2 separate regions of the Mus musculus genome follow, and region 1 is linked to region 2. A link is a contact called in public Hi-C data. All regions are on one chromosome and are shown on one strand. The core of a region is the stretch at or near the end of the contact, and the rest is flanking DNA. Distances in the headings are between cores, read along the strand shown. Region 1 overlaps Lama5 (laminin, alpha 5). Region 2 holds the start of Adrm1 (adhesion regulating molecule 1).

What was found. Hi-C and Micro-C count contacts between places; a contact is called where the count stands out from the background.
Region 1: a Hi-C map of differentiating embryonic stem cells shows a contact between it and region 2, with 1.8 times the contacts expected there. The contact joins the enhancer-like site here to the promoter of Adrm1 in region 2. A contact is called at or near these places in 4 of 39 promoter capture datasets (embryonic stem cells and macrophages), 1 of 15 datasets of contacts at CTCF or cohesin (the NIH/3T3 cell line), 49 of 484 Hi-C or Micro-C datasets (the 4T1 cell line, the AML12 cell line, the C2C12 cell line and 13 more), 6 of 115 datasets of contacts at active chromatin or transcription factors (embryonic stem cells, epiblast stem cells, extraembryonic endoderm stem cells and 2 more) and 4 of 9 other capture datasets (adipose tissue, embryonic stem cells, liver and 1 more).

What each region holds. Positions count from the first base shown.
Region 1 is chr2:180,205,735-180,212,535 of GRCm38.p6, reverse strand. It overlaps Lama5 (laminin, alpha 5), which reads left to right. Exons shown (of 79, transcript NM_001081171.2): 3 at 4,165-4,282; 4 at 5,231-5,349; 5 at 5,433-5,603; 6 at 5,714-5,811. Among named protein-coding and RNA genes, the nearest start is that of Gm52542, 15 kb to the left of the region's middle. Within about 2 kb of position 4,500, at least 26 of the 459 cell types and tissues checked have an H3K27ac peak or open chromatin away from gene starts, as enhancers often do. A contact at or near this core is called in the G1E-ER4 cell line, differentiating embryonic stem cells, embryonic fibroblasts and 2 more, where this site is marked.
Region 2 is chr2:180,169,539-180,177,077 of GRCm38.p6, reverse strand. It overlaps Adrm1 (adhesion regulating molecule 1), which reads right to left and starts at 5,490. Exons shown (of 10, transcript NM_019822.3): 1 at 5,390-5,490; 2 at 4,831-5,044; 3 at 4,106-4,222; 4 at 3,045-3,168; 5 at 2,683-2,769; 6 at 2,132-2,213; 7 at 1,686-1,918; 8 at 1,323-1,480; 9 at 1,122-1,224; 10 at 795-1,004. The coding sequence starts at 5,043. The coding sequence ends at 898. It overlaps Gm29886 (a long non-coding RNA gene), which reads left to right and starts at 5,828. Exons shown (of 4, transcript XR_867152.3): 1 at 5,828-5,912; 2 at 6,295-6,570. Lama5 (laminin, alpha 5) reads left to right here. Exons shown (of 79, transcript NM_001081171.2): 78 at 71-190; 79 at 314-705. The coding sequence ends at 531.

The DNA of each region.
Region 1 (6,801 bases), core at 3,251-5,750, 36 kb before region 2:
GGTTAGATGGCTCAGAGGTTAAGAGCGTTGGCAGCTCTTCCAAAAGTCCTGAGATCAGTTCCCAGCAGCCACAAGGTGGCTCACAACCATCTGTAATGAGATCTGGTGCCCTCTTCTGGCTTGCAGGTGTATATACAGATAGAACACTGTATACATGATAAATAAATTTTTTTAAAAAAGCAGAAAAGAAGGGTTATGGTCTAATAGTGATGGCTTATTTGTCAAGTTGATGCAAACTTAGATGTAGAAAAAGACGAGAAAGAGGGGAATCTCAATTGAATTACCTCCCTCAGACTGGCCTGTGGGAATGTCTGTGTGACAATTTCCTGACTTATGGTTGAAGGGAGAGCCTAACCCATTATGAGTGGTGCTACTCTTAGGCAGTGGGCCTGGGTTATTTAGGAAAGGTAGCTGAGAAAGCCAGGAGGGAAGCAAGCCACTTAAAATAAGCAGCATCTTTCCCTGTCTCTGCTTCAGTTCCTGCCTCCGGTCAGTGCTTCATCGCAGTGACAGAAAGCAAGCTAATACAGCCTGGAGCAGGGGTCCCCCTTACCCACAGGGTCCCCCTTCCCCATGGGGTCCTACACACTTTAAGCCTGCTGACCTCCACCTGCTCTTGGTGAGAAGCTGGGGCAGCAACTAGCAGGAGGGATCTAACCTGCTCACACCACTGGCCTCCTTAGTTCCAGCGCTTGGAACAGATCCCAGCCTGGACGATGGCTTCTCCCCTTTCTTGTTCATCTCACACCAGTCTCCAAGACCTGTGCTGCTTTTGGGCTCTCCCTGAAGCATTTAGGAAGGAAGAGAGGTCTGAGGCTGGCCTGCCAGCTCTGTGGGCTGAGCTGGGCATGCAGGTAGATAGCAGGTGATAGGAAACCTCTAGGTGCAGGCCAAGAGTGAATGAGGAGTGTTGAGGTGTGTGTTTTTCTTGGGATGAAATCCAAGGCTTCATATATTCTTGAAAAGTTTCGTAGCATTGAGCTGCAGCCCAGTCCCAGGCAGCTAAACGGGCAAATTGTGCACCCAGTACCTTTATCCCAAGGACTTCGTTTCTGGCAGGCAGCATTCAGTACAGAAGAATAAGGAACTCTCTGCTTCATCTTACCCTTGGGCTGGGGTAGTTTGCGTACACCTGTCGGCAGAGATAAGATTGATACCTGTGGTGACAGTGAAGTTGGGGTCCCTCAGGTGAGGGGGGACCACAGCTGGTAGAGCTAGGCAGCGAGGTAGGCTGAGGAAGGTGGTGGGCGGGAGCCTGTGAAGAGAGGATGGCCCTTGGGATGTTCAGGGCAGAGGTGGTTTGTTAGTCCATCAGAGTGCTTTGCTGAGAAGGTGTCCTGTGATGGCTGAGAACTCAAGGCTGGGACTGGCCAGGCTGTGGCAATCCCAACACTTCACAAATCCAGAGTTCAAAGTATCCTCTGGACTCAGGGCAGACTCTTAACATCTGTAAGAACTAGAAGCTACTTCCAGTATAAAATAACAGTATCATTCCTTTTTAAAATTTATTTACCTATCTATTTTTTTGAGACAAGGTCTCACTATATAGCCCTGGCTGTCCTGAAACTCATTATGTAGGCCAAATTGGCCTTAGACTCACAGAGATCTGCCTGCCTCTGCCTCCCAAGTGCTGCAATTAAAAGTGTGCATCACAGGGCTGGAGAGGTGGCTCAGCGGTTAAGAGCACTGACTGCTCTTCCAAAGATCCTGAGTTCAGTTCCCAGCAACCACATGGTGGCTCACAACCATCTGTAATGGGATCTGATGCCCTCTTCTGGTGTATCTGAAGATAGTGACAGTATACTCATATACATAAAATCTTTTTAAAAAACCAAAAACCAAAAAACTGTGTGCCAGGCATGCCCTTAATCCCAGCACTTGGGAGGCAGAGGCAGGTGGATTTCTGAGTTCAAGGCCAGCCTGGTCTACAGAGTGAGTTCCAGGACAGCCAGGGCTATATAGAGAAATACTGTCTCTAAAAAACAAAAACAAACAAACAAACAAAACCCTGACATTCCTATCCTAAAAGGAAAGAATGATCAAAGCCAAAGGACAAACATTAAATCCTGTAGCTATATGCTCAACATTTGTGGCATACAGTGGCAGTCCGAGCTCTGCCATGCAGGTGGCCCTGTCCAAATGGCTTGCTGTTGGCTACATAGTTTCTCTGGGGTTGACTCCACTTGGTGCCTGTAGCATTTCTTTATAGATTTTGTAAATTCCTGACCTGGCCAATGGCTAGGTCCTTGCTATAGCTTGGGCTTCGTTTGGAACCTGACTCTGTTAGAAACCTGATGGGCTTTTTCTCAGAAATCTTGTTAGAAGCCTCTGTGACACCATAACTCCACTCCAGCAAATCTGCTACCATATAGGTGATGCCACCTTCTATCTGTCACCAGCCTGAGCAATAGGTGGGCCCCTTGTGCACAGCTACAGATACCTGAAACTGTGAGGCCATGTTCCTAGTTAGCCTTCTGCCAAGGGCAGCAGCTTTTCAGGAGAGCTGACGGTTTCACCGTGGAACCTGATGGAGTCACCTTACTGCATTGAAGGCCTCCAGGGACCTTTCTTATTTTCCAAGTGCTAATTATGTAACTTCTAATTAAAGTTGCTAGTCTCTTAATTGTATTTAAACAAGCTGCCTTTCCGCTATACTTACATCCTCTACATCTTTGCTCCGTTTTTTTTCTTCCTGATTCTGGTTGTAAATCTGACCGAAGGCAGCCAGCAATAACCATGACACAGCCTGGATGCTATGTTGACTTTTACCCCACAGCATTCATTAGTTCATTCCTTTTGAATTTAGCTTCTCTCACAATTTCTGGGCACAGGCAAAATGTGGGCAGATTCCTTCCCAGAATGACCCCAGTCTGATTTTCTATGGGATAACTGTTCTAATCTGAAACCTCATGTCTGTGTACCACATATGCATGCCTGGTGCCAGAAGAGAGTCTTGAAACTCCCAGGACCGGAGTTACAAATTTGTGAGCTTCCACGTGGGTGCTAGGAATCAAAGCTGGGTTCTCTGGAAGAGCGGCTTGTGTTCTTAAGCCTGAGCCGCCTCTCCAGCCTCCTGTCCACTTTGCTTTACTATGTTTTATGTGTATTTATTTATGTACATGTGTGTATGTGTTTGTGTGTGCATGTGGGCTGTGGTACACATGTGGAGCCTCCTTTCCTTCCATCTTCATGTTGGGCTCTGGGGATGGGAGTCAGGTTATCATGTGAGAGATGCTTTGTGCAGGGAGGTATCTCCTTGTTGGCACCATTGCCTGTATTTCTACTGAGGTCCTGGTGTTCATGCTTGCATCAGAATGGCCCAGCAAGCTCCACCTCCAGCTTCTAGACTTCTCCTTTTCTTTTTTAAAGATTTTAAAATTTAATGTTTGAGTATCTGCATGTACACCTGCGTGCCAGAAGAGGGCCCAAGATCTCATTATATATAGATGGTTGTGAGTCACCATGTGGTTGCTGGGAATTGAACTCAGGACCTCTGGAAGAGCAGCCTGTGCTCTTAACCACTGAGCCATCTCTCCAGCTCAGCTTCTAGACTTTTATAACCTACATTTCCCAATCTTCCATATTCCTTTCACACCAGTTCCAGAGTTTGGAGGCCATGTGATTTAAAGCATATGGGGACCATGTGCTTTAGTGATAGCAGCAACCTAACTACTTTGGTATCAGATTTTTTTTTTTTTCCTGAGACGGGGGTTTCTCTTTGTAATAGTCCTGGCTGTCCTGGAACTTACTATGTAGACCAGGTTGGCCTCAAACTTAGATCTTCCAGCCTCTGCCTCTCGAGGGCTGGGATTAAAGGTATGTACCTCAGTCCATGGCAACGGGAGCATGCTGTCAAAGCCTGTCGCGTCATGGTGGATAGGAACTAGGTCTTCAAGGCTCCTAGTGACCCACTTCCTTCAGTTAGGCCTCACTTCCTAAGGGTTCCACATGTCCCCACAATAGCCCACGTGTCCCCAAAATGGTGCCACCAGCTGGGACCAAGCTTTCAAAACAGGAGCCTGCTGGGGAAGACATTTCAGAGTCAAACCTGAAGATTTCGTCACAGACCTGCCTCTGCGTCGCCTGCTGTACCTCACACCTAAGAGTGCAGGAAGCTACATGGAGGGACACAGTGTCTGATGTCACACCCCCTGTCCCCTGCAGGTGTTCCATGTGGCCTATGTGCTCATCAAGTTTGCCAACTCACCTCGGCCTGACCTCTGGGTGCTGGAGCGGTCCACAGACTTCGGTCACACTTATCAGCCGTGGCAGTTCTTTGCCTGTGAGTGTCCTTAGCTGCAGGACTGGAGTCCTTGCGGTAGGCCTATAGTTGCTTCAAGGCCCCTGATGCCAAGCAAGCCCTGACCCCTGTGATGGCCTCTTTAGGGTTCATTGCTGCCAGCGCCACCTAGGGGTAGATGGGAGCTTATCGACTCCCACGCTTGACCTTGGACATAGCTGGTGTTACACTGGTGGTACCAGGAATCTTTGGGCCATTTTATGGCTCCTCTAGATAGGCTTGAGCTCAGGCGGCTCCCGTGGAAACAAAGCAGCTCTGGCAGCTGTGGGCCTACCTCCTGCCAGCTTTACTGCCTGTGGCAGGAGACAGCTGGAGTCCTTGGCAGGCCCAGCCGGCCACATGCCACCTGACCAGTTTTGTTGGCAGGGTGGGGGTACTCTGATTAGATAGGCCTGGTGACACGTCCCCCAAAACTCCCTGGCCAAGAGTAAGAGAGGGGCAACTGCAGACTGCGCCTGCAGAGAAGTTAAGGAACACCATTCTCTGGCATGTCCCAGGAAGAGGCCTGGGCATCGTGGTAGCAAAGGCTCTGCAGTCCAGTCTACATTGAGCTAGGGTTTTGTTTTAAGATTTATTTATTTTTTTAAAAAAGAGTTATATGTATACAGCATTCTGTCTGCATATATGCCTGCAGACCAGAAGAGGACACCAGATCTCATTATAGATGGTTGCGAGCCACCATGTGGTTGCTAAGAATTGAACTCAAGACCTCTGGAAGAACGGCCAGTGCTTATCTTAACCTCTGAGCTATCTCTCTAGCCCCTAGCTAGGGTTTTGCTGTCTGTTTGATAACCCCTGCTGGTCAGTAGAACGTGGGGCAGCAATCTGTGTTTCGGAGTGTGTAGGCAACACAAGGATGCTAGGCTGGGGCCCAGGATGGGAGTCTGTATCTGGCATCTGTTACTCTACCTTCTTACCCGTTTCCTGCAGCCTCCAAGAGGGATTGTTTGGAGCGGTTTGGACCTCGGACTCTAGAGCGCATCACGCAGGACGACGACGTCATCTGCACCACAGAATACTCGCGAATAGTGCCTTTGGAGAATGGCGAGGTGGGTTGCACAGCTGTGCTTGTCTGGGGGTGGTGGGTCCCTGTTGTTTCTGAGCCTGGCCTCATCTACCACACCTTCTGCAGATTGTGGTGTCCTTGGTAAATGGGCGCCCTGGGGCCTTGAACTTCTCCTACTCACCGTTACTTCGAGACTTCACCAAAGCCACCAACATCCGCTTGCGGTTTCTGCGAACCAACACGCTACTGGGCCACCTCATGGGCAAGGCGCTGCGGGACCCCACAGTCACCCGCAGGGTGAGCACGTGGGTGTGACTGGAGACTTGTAGAAGCTCTGGGGGAGAGGGGGTGGGTTGGTGTAGGTGGCATGGTCAGGTGACACCTAATGCTCATGGCTTCCACTGTAGTATTATTACAGCATCAAAGACATCAGCATTGGTGGGCGCTGTGTCTGTCATGGCCACGCAGATGTCTGTGACGCCAAGGACCCATTGGATCCTTTCAGGTGAGACCTGTGGCTCTCTGTCTGTCTGTCCTCATCTACCTACCTGCCCATCACAGCTCTGACTTCCCAATGGGACCTGCACTGGCTGCTACACCGAGTTTCTGTTTTCCCTTCCGAAGAGGTAGAACTATGTGAGCCTCTCAGGTTGTCCTGGTCTTGAGTGGCGGCTTACCTGATGCCACGGACTCAGGGCCCTTGGGATGGGCATCAGTGATAGCCATGATCCCTTGGCACACACCTGTATCCCCAGGTGGATGTGTCCCATATGTCCAGGCAGCCCATCCCAGCTCCGCTTTATGTACTTCCTTAGGGCACAAAGACTCTCTGTTGCCTTCCTCCTTCTTTCCTCACACTCAGGGCAAGGGCCAAGGTCAAGGACAGGAGCAGCAAGTGTTCCCCATTTAGTGTACCTAGTGCTCATGTAACCTCTTGTGAGTAATCAGCGCTTTAGCCTGGCCCTGGGCCTGACAGCCAAGCTCCCATAACCCATCCAGAGCCAGCTGATTAGGCAGAAGCACCCAGTATCTACTCCACCCACCACCAGATGCCACCACACAAATCTAGAGCCTTTGGTGGCCTGACTACCCCAGTAAGCCCTTATCTAAATGGATGACCAGAGCCTGGCACCATAGCCCTTACTCTGCCTGGAAGCTGTTCTCGGCATCGCCCCTCCTTTCCTCTTTTTCCCTTCCCTCCCCACTAGCAGCAGCCAAATATTGAGCTTCTAACAGACAAGGCCCTGTGGGCATAAATAAGCACAGCTGCTCTGAGGAGGTAGCCAGGATCCATCACTCTCCACCTCCAGGAGCCACGAGTCAGAACAAAGCAGGGACAGGCGAGGATAGAGCCGCAGGGCAGAGCTGGAGGTGGCTGGGATAGAGATGCAGGGCGGAGCTGGCAGTGGGTAGCCCATGTGAGACACTCATGTCCTACCCAGTACATCAGCCAGGCAGCCCCCTCCCTTGTCCCCTCAGCGTGCCCCAGAACACT
Region 2 (7,539 bases), core at 4,241-6,740:
CAGAGAAGGGTGGGTTGTGGAAGGGACCCTGCAGTTTTGGCTGGCTAGGGAACCCAACTCTGCTCCACAGTGATCATGGGCAGGGACACACTCCGGCTGGAGGTAGACACACAGAGCAACCACACCACAGGCCGTTTGCCAGAGAGCTTGGCTGGTTCTCCAGCACTTCTGCACCTCGGGAGCCTGCCCAGTAAGTACGGACTACCCTCTGCTTCCTCCAAAAGGTAGCAAAAGGCCAGGCTGACTAGCTAATGCAGGGGGCAAAGGACCCAGCCGCCATGACACCAGTCTTCTGGCCCCTCTGTATTTTCAGAGTCTTCAACTGCTCGGCCAGAGCTCCCTGCCTACCGAGGATGCTTGAGGAAGCTGCTGATCAATGGGGCCCCTGTCAACGTGACTGCTTCTGTACAAATCCAGGGGGCAGTGGGGATGCGCGGATGCCCCTCAGGAACCCTAGCACTTTCCAAGCAGGGAAAGGCACTGACCCAGAGGCAGGCCAAGCCCAGTGTCTCCCCGCTACTTTGGCATTGAGGGTTCCCAGACCTTGGGGTTTGCCTACACTTTCTATGAATAACAAGTCATTTCTGGTTTACACTGTCTTTTTAGAGGAAAAGGACTCTGTAGAACAGATATTATATTTATACTTTGTTCCTCCTGCCCAACAACTGTCAGTACTGAGATCTGAAATTAAAATGACTTGTTTGACTTGAGTGTGTTGATTTATAAACAGCAATGGTGGTGGGGTACAGAGCCCAGAGCAGAGATGCAAGTAACACAGGCCCAGACCATACTGGACAGGTACAAGGAAGGACTTTATTAGTGAGGTGGGCAAATCACAATCACCACTACGGAATCACACAGCTACCAATTCCAACTTGGGGACGGACACTGAATAATTTAGTCTAGACTCATATCTTCTTCTTCGTCTTTCTTGTCTTTTGTGTCGCCCTCCTTTGGGTCCGATTTGGCATTGTTCTGCATGGCTTTGGCAAATGCTTCCACATCTGAAACAGCCACAGAGGCCTAACTAAACCTCAGGCTAGGGCTACCACCCAGGCAGCCAGCCTCTAGCATTCCACAAACACAGGGTTGGCTCTGGCCGATGGGGGATCAGTACTCACCACCTTTGTTGGCGGCCTCAACAGCCTCTGCAGGAAGGCCGAACTGGCACATGAGAGGGCCAAGCTGTCCTGAGGCCAAGGCCGCACTGAACATACCCAGGGCCTGCAACAAGGAGCAGCCATGCAGACCTGGGTGCCGAAGGCACCAGACCCACCAAAGCTAAAAGACACAGGTACAGAGAGTGCCATGGACATCCATACCTGCTGGAACTGGGGCGAGGTTAATGTGTTCTGGATCTCATCTGCAGTCTGGGGCAGAGACTCCCCAGAGGGCAGGTAGGGCAGCAGGCGCTCCTGAACGTCTGCATTGGCAAGGATGGGAGCCATGATCTCTGGGGTCAGCACACTCGCCAGATCCACTAGGGCACAAGCAAGGTGGCCATCAGTGGCCTGATGCTAACCCAGGCACCCAGAGGGCAGGAGACTGGGAGCCTGTCCGCAGGGCAGCATGAGGTAGGCAGGTGTGGCTGGACGCCATGGACACCAGGCTCCACATCTCCAGGAGTCATGGAGTTTATGGTCAGCAGTCCTTCACCCTGTGAGCACCCACCCACAGCTCTTTACCTTGCTGGCTGCCTCCTGGCCCTGCCGGCACGTTCATAGTGGCCAGAATGCTCTGGAGGTCGCTCAGCTGGATGGGCTGGGTCGGGCTGGCTGCTGTGCTGGTTCCATTACCTGAGCTGGGTGCGGGGCTTGGGCTGGTTGCCGAGGCAGCTGCTGGGGCAGAAGGGGCTGGGGTGGCGCGAGCGGAAGAGGTGGAGGAGGATGGGGTGACGGCTGCCGACTGGCTCCGGGAGCTGGGGAAAGTGAGCAAGGGCTGGAGCAGCTAGGCCCACCATGCTTCAGGGCTACTTACTCCTCAGGTCTGCAGGCCCACCTCCCCAGGCAACAAGTTGAGGTAACGGGGACCCTCTACCCTATCTCCTGAGTGAGTTCAGAAAAGGAGAAGGTGCTGGCTGGTGCTAGGTAGTGCCTGGTATTCATGTCAGGCATTGGGGGATGGAGCTCACCTGGATGAAGAGCTGCTGGCTGGAGGTCCACTGCTCCCCAGCAAGCTGGCCAGGCCTGGCCCAGTGAGGGCCCCAAGTCCACCTACAGAAATAAAGAAATGTGTGCTAGATACACCCTCCAGCCCACTTGAGAAGACACTAACCCATGTCCACCAGTAAGAGAAGCTACATATTCCAATACCAACACCAAGGGATGAACAGGGAGGGTTAGGTAGCCACAAGAGGCTGTAGTGACCACGCCATACTAGTCTGCATTCTAAAAGCTATTCTACTGAGTTAGGTCATTTCCACCCCACCCACACTCATACTCACGAACAGGCCAATCTCAGCCAGAACAGTGCCTTCTAAGTAACTGTACCACTTGTGCTGTACCCCAGGTAAACTCCATATACACATGCTAGACCAGGCCCTCTCCACCCACCCAGCAGACAAGCACCTTCCAAAGGAGCGGCACAGGGAACACACAGACATGGCTGAGAGAAAACCCCGGGTCTGCAAGCAAGCACTGAAAGGGCACCTATGGGAGGGAGCCAGGGACAGCGGGGCATTACCCAGTCCTCCCAGGCCGGCTGGTCCGATGAGCTGCATAAGCTGGCTGTGACTCATGTTCCCCAACAGGCTCTGCAGGCCACCCTCACCTGGTAAACACAGGAATCAGACATGGGCCTGCTGTGGTGGCCTTGGCCAGGACCTAGACCCTTGTGAGCACTGCACTCTATGGCAGATGCTTGGCCTTGGCCCTACCCAAGAACCACTGAGGGAGTAACAGCCTCTGGAAGGAGGCAGCAGGGAGCAGGTGAGCTCTGTGTAGATGGGAGGAAAGAAAGAACCAGAACTTATCAAGCAGGCTCTGCCTCACAGTGTCCCCAGTCACTGAAGGACAATGCCCCACGCAGGTCTAGGTGATAATTACCGCCCAGTGCTGAAAGCTCATGGCCACTACTCCCACTTGCTCCCAGTGACCCAGGCATGGGGGGGTTGTTCAGACACTCGTTGACTTTCCGGCAGTGCTCCTCATCTTGGTCAGTCTTGGGCTCCTGCCAGAGAGCATATGCAAAGAGCCAAAGCTGAGCAGTCTGCACAAGGAGCGGCTCCCTGCACCCATGTGGCCAGCTAGCCTCAATCAGCGCGCGCACACAGTGACTGGAGAGGCAGCACTACAAATGTGACAGCACAGCTCAATAGGACAGCAATGGCAACAGTGAGAAGGCCCCAGAGCCAATGATCACAATGCAAGACTGCAGTGCCTTCACTGTATGGCTCCTGGTGAGCCGTGCAGGGAACGAACTGATCCCCACCACCAGGCAAAGGGGCCACACCCCTTGTCCTCTCTGTGTTCTAGATCCTTGTGCTCAGGTGACCAGAACCCAGGCTGAGAGGAAGCCCCTCCCCTCCTGGTACTTTGCAGACAAATAGCTGCTTGTTGCCCCCTTTCACAGGATGACAATGGTAATGGCTGTGTACCCCACCCTTGAACATACCCCAAGTCTAGCCCTGACTCCAGACTGGACCCACATACCCAAGAGAGAGCCCATGTCCCATACCACAGCAGAACCACATTAACAGTATAAGAAACACAAATATGCCAATGGTCTCCAACAGGTGGCAGACTGTGGAGACTGCATTTGAGGGACACTGCAGATGTGGGTGAGATGCAGGAGCCATGACACTGAAGGGCCTCGCAACACACAGCACAGAAGAGCTTAAGTGGGGGACGTTCAACTGCTGAGAGAACAGAGGGCGTCACCTCTGGGAGCTAAAATTCGTGGCCATGGAGTAATGGAAGACCTGAGGCCCTGGAGCTGTGTGCCTACAGATAAGTCCACGAGCGGGGCTCCGGTGCCTAACCACCAGCTAGCCACCGTGGTAGGAACGCAGCCAGACCAGGCCCTCCAGGTCAGCACCTTCTAATGTGGGGAAAGTAACCCCAAGTGAATCACAAGGAAAGACAGAGTAGACCACTCTCCTGCTTACCTGCATCCAGAAGAAGAGCCGCTTGGACCCTGCCTTAAACTTGAGCACGTAGACCCTCCCACTGGGGCACTGAGGTACCCGCTTGAACTCACAGTCATCAGGAAAGATAATCAAGTCCTGGCGACACAAGGAGGACAGTCAGACGACAGATAGACAGAGGCACACAAGTGTGTACCACCAAGGCTTAGGTCCCTGAATATTTGCTGGACCCCAATAACAGGGTGGAGTCAAGAAGTCTCAGACCCCAGTGAAGACAAACAGAAGAGGGCCCAGACTGGAGGAATAGAAAAAGTGCTCTCTGAGGACCAGACGACTTAACAGAAACATTCTGGAACTGTGTTCCAAGAAGTAAAAGGTCAACCAACTCTGGCTAGCTGCTCCTAAGTGTAACAAAGAACAATGTACTTTGGGAGACAAAGAGCCCCAAGGAAAGCAGCCTCTTCAGAGCGCTAAACTACCCGAGGCTGTGGTGAGGGTCATATCTGCACACTCCTCCACAAGACTGGAAGTTTAAGGCCAGGGCTGAGGCCACCAGCCCACCCTATCACCCTGTCAGCAGGCTGTCTCTGCTAAAACCTTAAGAACCATGGTCACCACGGGGTGCATGGCTTCACAGAGTGACTGGAGCACTCTGCCAACCTTGGGACCCCTACACTAATCTATGGAAGATGAAGCCATATTCCCTGCTCTTGCCCCGCTGGCCTGTTCTGGCTACAGGCACTCACATCCTCCACGGTCCCAGAGGTCCTGTCTTTCCAACAGAAGTGAATAAGGGAGTCGTCCGTCTGCTGGATGTACACGAGACCTTTCCGTTTATCTGGGGTGACCGTAGTTCCTTTTAATGACATTTTTCCTGCCCGGAACTCCACCAAATATTTGGTAGAAGACCCCCGAGAGCCGGGCACCAGGCTTGGGAACAGAGCGCCTGAAGTCGTCATCCTGAAAAAACAGAGCGAGGCCCGTCGTTCCGCGTCGCGTGCTCAATGTCCCACCCATACGCCGGTCGGCCCGCGACTGCCCGGGAGCGGGAGCGCGCCAGGCTGCGCAAGGCCAGGGCTGTGCGCAGGGCCGAGCGCAGCCCCGCGGAGCCCCTGCTCCCGCGACGTCACTGCCCGCCCGTGCGGAGGGAGCCTCGCTGCGTCCGGCCCCGGCGCGTCTGGGGCACCGGCGGCCGGCCCGGACTGACTCGGCCCCCCGGCTGCTGCCGCGTCCCGTCCTCCCGCCGCTCGACCCAGCCTGGAGCCGCGTGCGCCTAAGCCGCCGCTGCCGCCACCGGGCCCCTACCTGGCGGTGCTCACACTCGGCCTAGGGGCACCGTCCGGGCTCGCTCTTCCTCCTCGGCGCCTGCCGGGCCTCGCCGGAAGCCCGTGCTTGGCCCGCCCCGCCGCCGCTCTCGCCGCGGATTGAGTTCCGTCAGCCGCGCGGCCGGCCCCGACCAGGTCCCGATTGGCCCTGGTCACCGTCCATCGCATCCGGCCCGCCTCCGCGCCGGCGGCCTGTTTCCGGCGGAAGCGCGGGCCAGAGCGGCCCCTATTGTTGCTGTGTCATAGGGGAGCGGCGGTGGCCCCTGGCGGCAGCGCTGGGAACAGCGCCCCGGCCTCCACGACTCGCAGAAAGGGCCCCCGCGGGGCGGCGCTGCAGAGGTCGAGACCAGGGTGATGGGCACCGGACCGTACACCAACGTGCTCGTGGGGTTGAGCTGTGACACGTACCCTGGGACGGATGTCCGCTGTTACCCATCTAGTTCTGAATGGACCTGTCTCTCTCCACACCGCAGGGAGACAGCCTGTCTGATTTGCATTATTGGGTGAGCGAGGTGTCAGGGCCCAAGACATAAAATAGTCACATGGTTTAAAAGGTAGGAGGTAGTCTCTTGACACGAGAGCGAGGAAAGTGTCAGCTTCATGTCACTTTGTGCTAATTTGACATACATTATAGGAAAGTACAAGCGGCTGCTCAGGATGGGGGAGTGGAGGTGGGGTGGAGAAGGTAGCATGGGGTTGCTCAATGCTGTAAGAACAAGTTCACAGAGCACCGCGGATGGGTGGGGTCTAAGGGCTGCTTGTAGCTAGTCAGGTAGGGTGCCACCACCTTCCTGTAGGGCAGAGGTGCTCGCAGAATGTAAAGCCCAAGAGTCCTCACAGTTTCTTTTACACACCACTTCCATTTCTTTGCTTCCTCTATGACAGCTTTAAGGCCCCAGGCCCACCCTCCAGCCCTCTCCAGGGCCAAGCAGTGCTGAATTCTCTGGCATGCTCCACAAGTTACCATCTGTGTATATGTGAAACGTGTGCGGTCTTTTTCTGAAACAAAGGTGAAAAGTAGTTTTTCTCACTTACTACTGTCTGACGCCGACACCAACGTGTTCCAGGCCAGCCTGAGCTGGAGGGAGTCCCGCCTCTAAGATGCATTTCTGTCGCCACTGTGGCTCACTCGCTTTAGTTCCTGCTTGGAATTCTGATGCAGTAAGTTCTACATGCTTGCGTCTGTCATCTTTTTGTTGGACTCTGTCCTGTGTAGTTTCCTTTTTTTAAAAGTGTGTGTCACCCATGTGGCAGTCTAAGCACAACATTCAGTAACTTGCTTCTTTACACTCTGGGTTCCTGTGATCAGACTTGGGTTACCAGACTTGCCTGGCAAACAATGTTACCTGTTGAGTCATCTCGCTGGCCCAGTTTCCAGCTTTACTACAAAAACCTTTGAATTTCGTTAGGTGTGGTGGCTCATGCCTGATAATCCCAGCCCTGAAAAGGCTGAGGCAGGAGAACTGCCAAGTGTTCAAGACCAATTTAAAAGATTTAATTGGGACTGGGGAAATGCTTCCGTGGTTAAAAGCACTGGCAGCTCTTGCAGAGGCCCCCAGGTCTGATTTCCAGCACCCATATGGCAGCTCACAACTGTCTGGAACCTCAGTTCCATGAGACCGGATGCCCTCTTCTGGCCTGTGTGAGCACCAGGCACACACACACATTGTATAGACATGCATGTAGGCAAAACACACATAAAATGTTTTAAGTCATTCTTTAAAGATTTAATTAATTTGGGAGCAGTTTGGAAAATAGAGCTGTCACTTCACTGTTATGTTCATAAACTGAAAGTTTATCTTTGCTTGTTGTCATGCTGGCTATCCAACCCAGGGCCGAAACATTCCTGGTTAATTGCTTCACCCCCACCTGGGTGTGGTGGTGCACACCTTTAATTCCAGCACTCGGAGGCAGAGGCAGGCGGATCTCTTGAGTTGGAGGCTAGCCTGATCTACAGAGTGAGTTCTAGGACAGCCAGGGCTACACAGAGAAACCCTGTCTCGTAAACTCCCCCCAAAAAAGTGCTTCACCCCCAAGTCACATTTCCAGCTCGATTTTGTAATTGGTTTTCATCTTATGTGTATGGGTGTTTTGCCTGAGTGTACATATGTACATGCTGGGTGCCTGCAA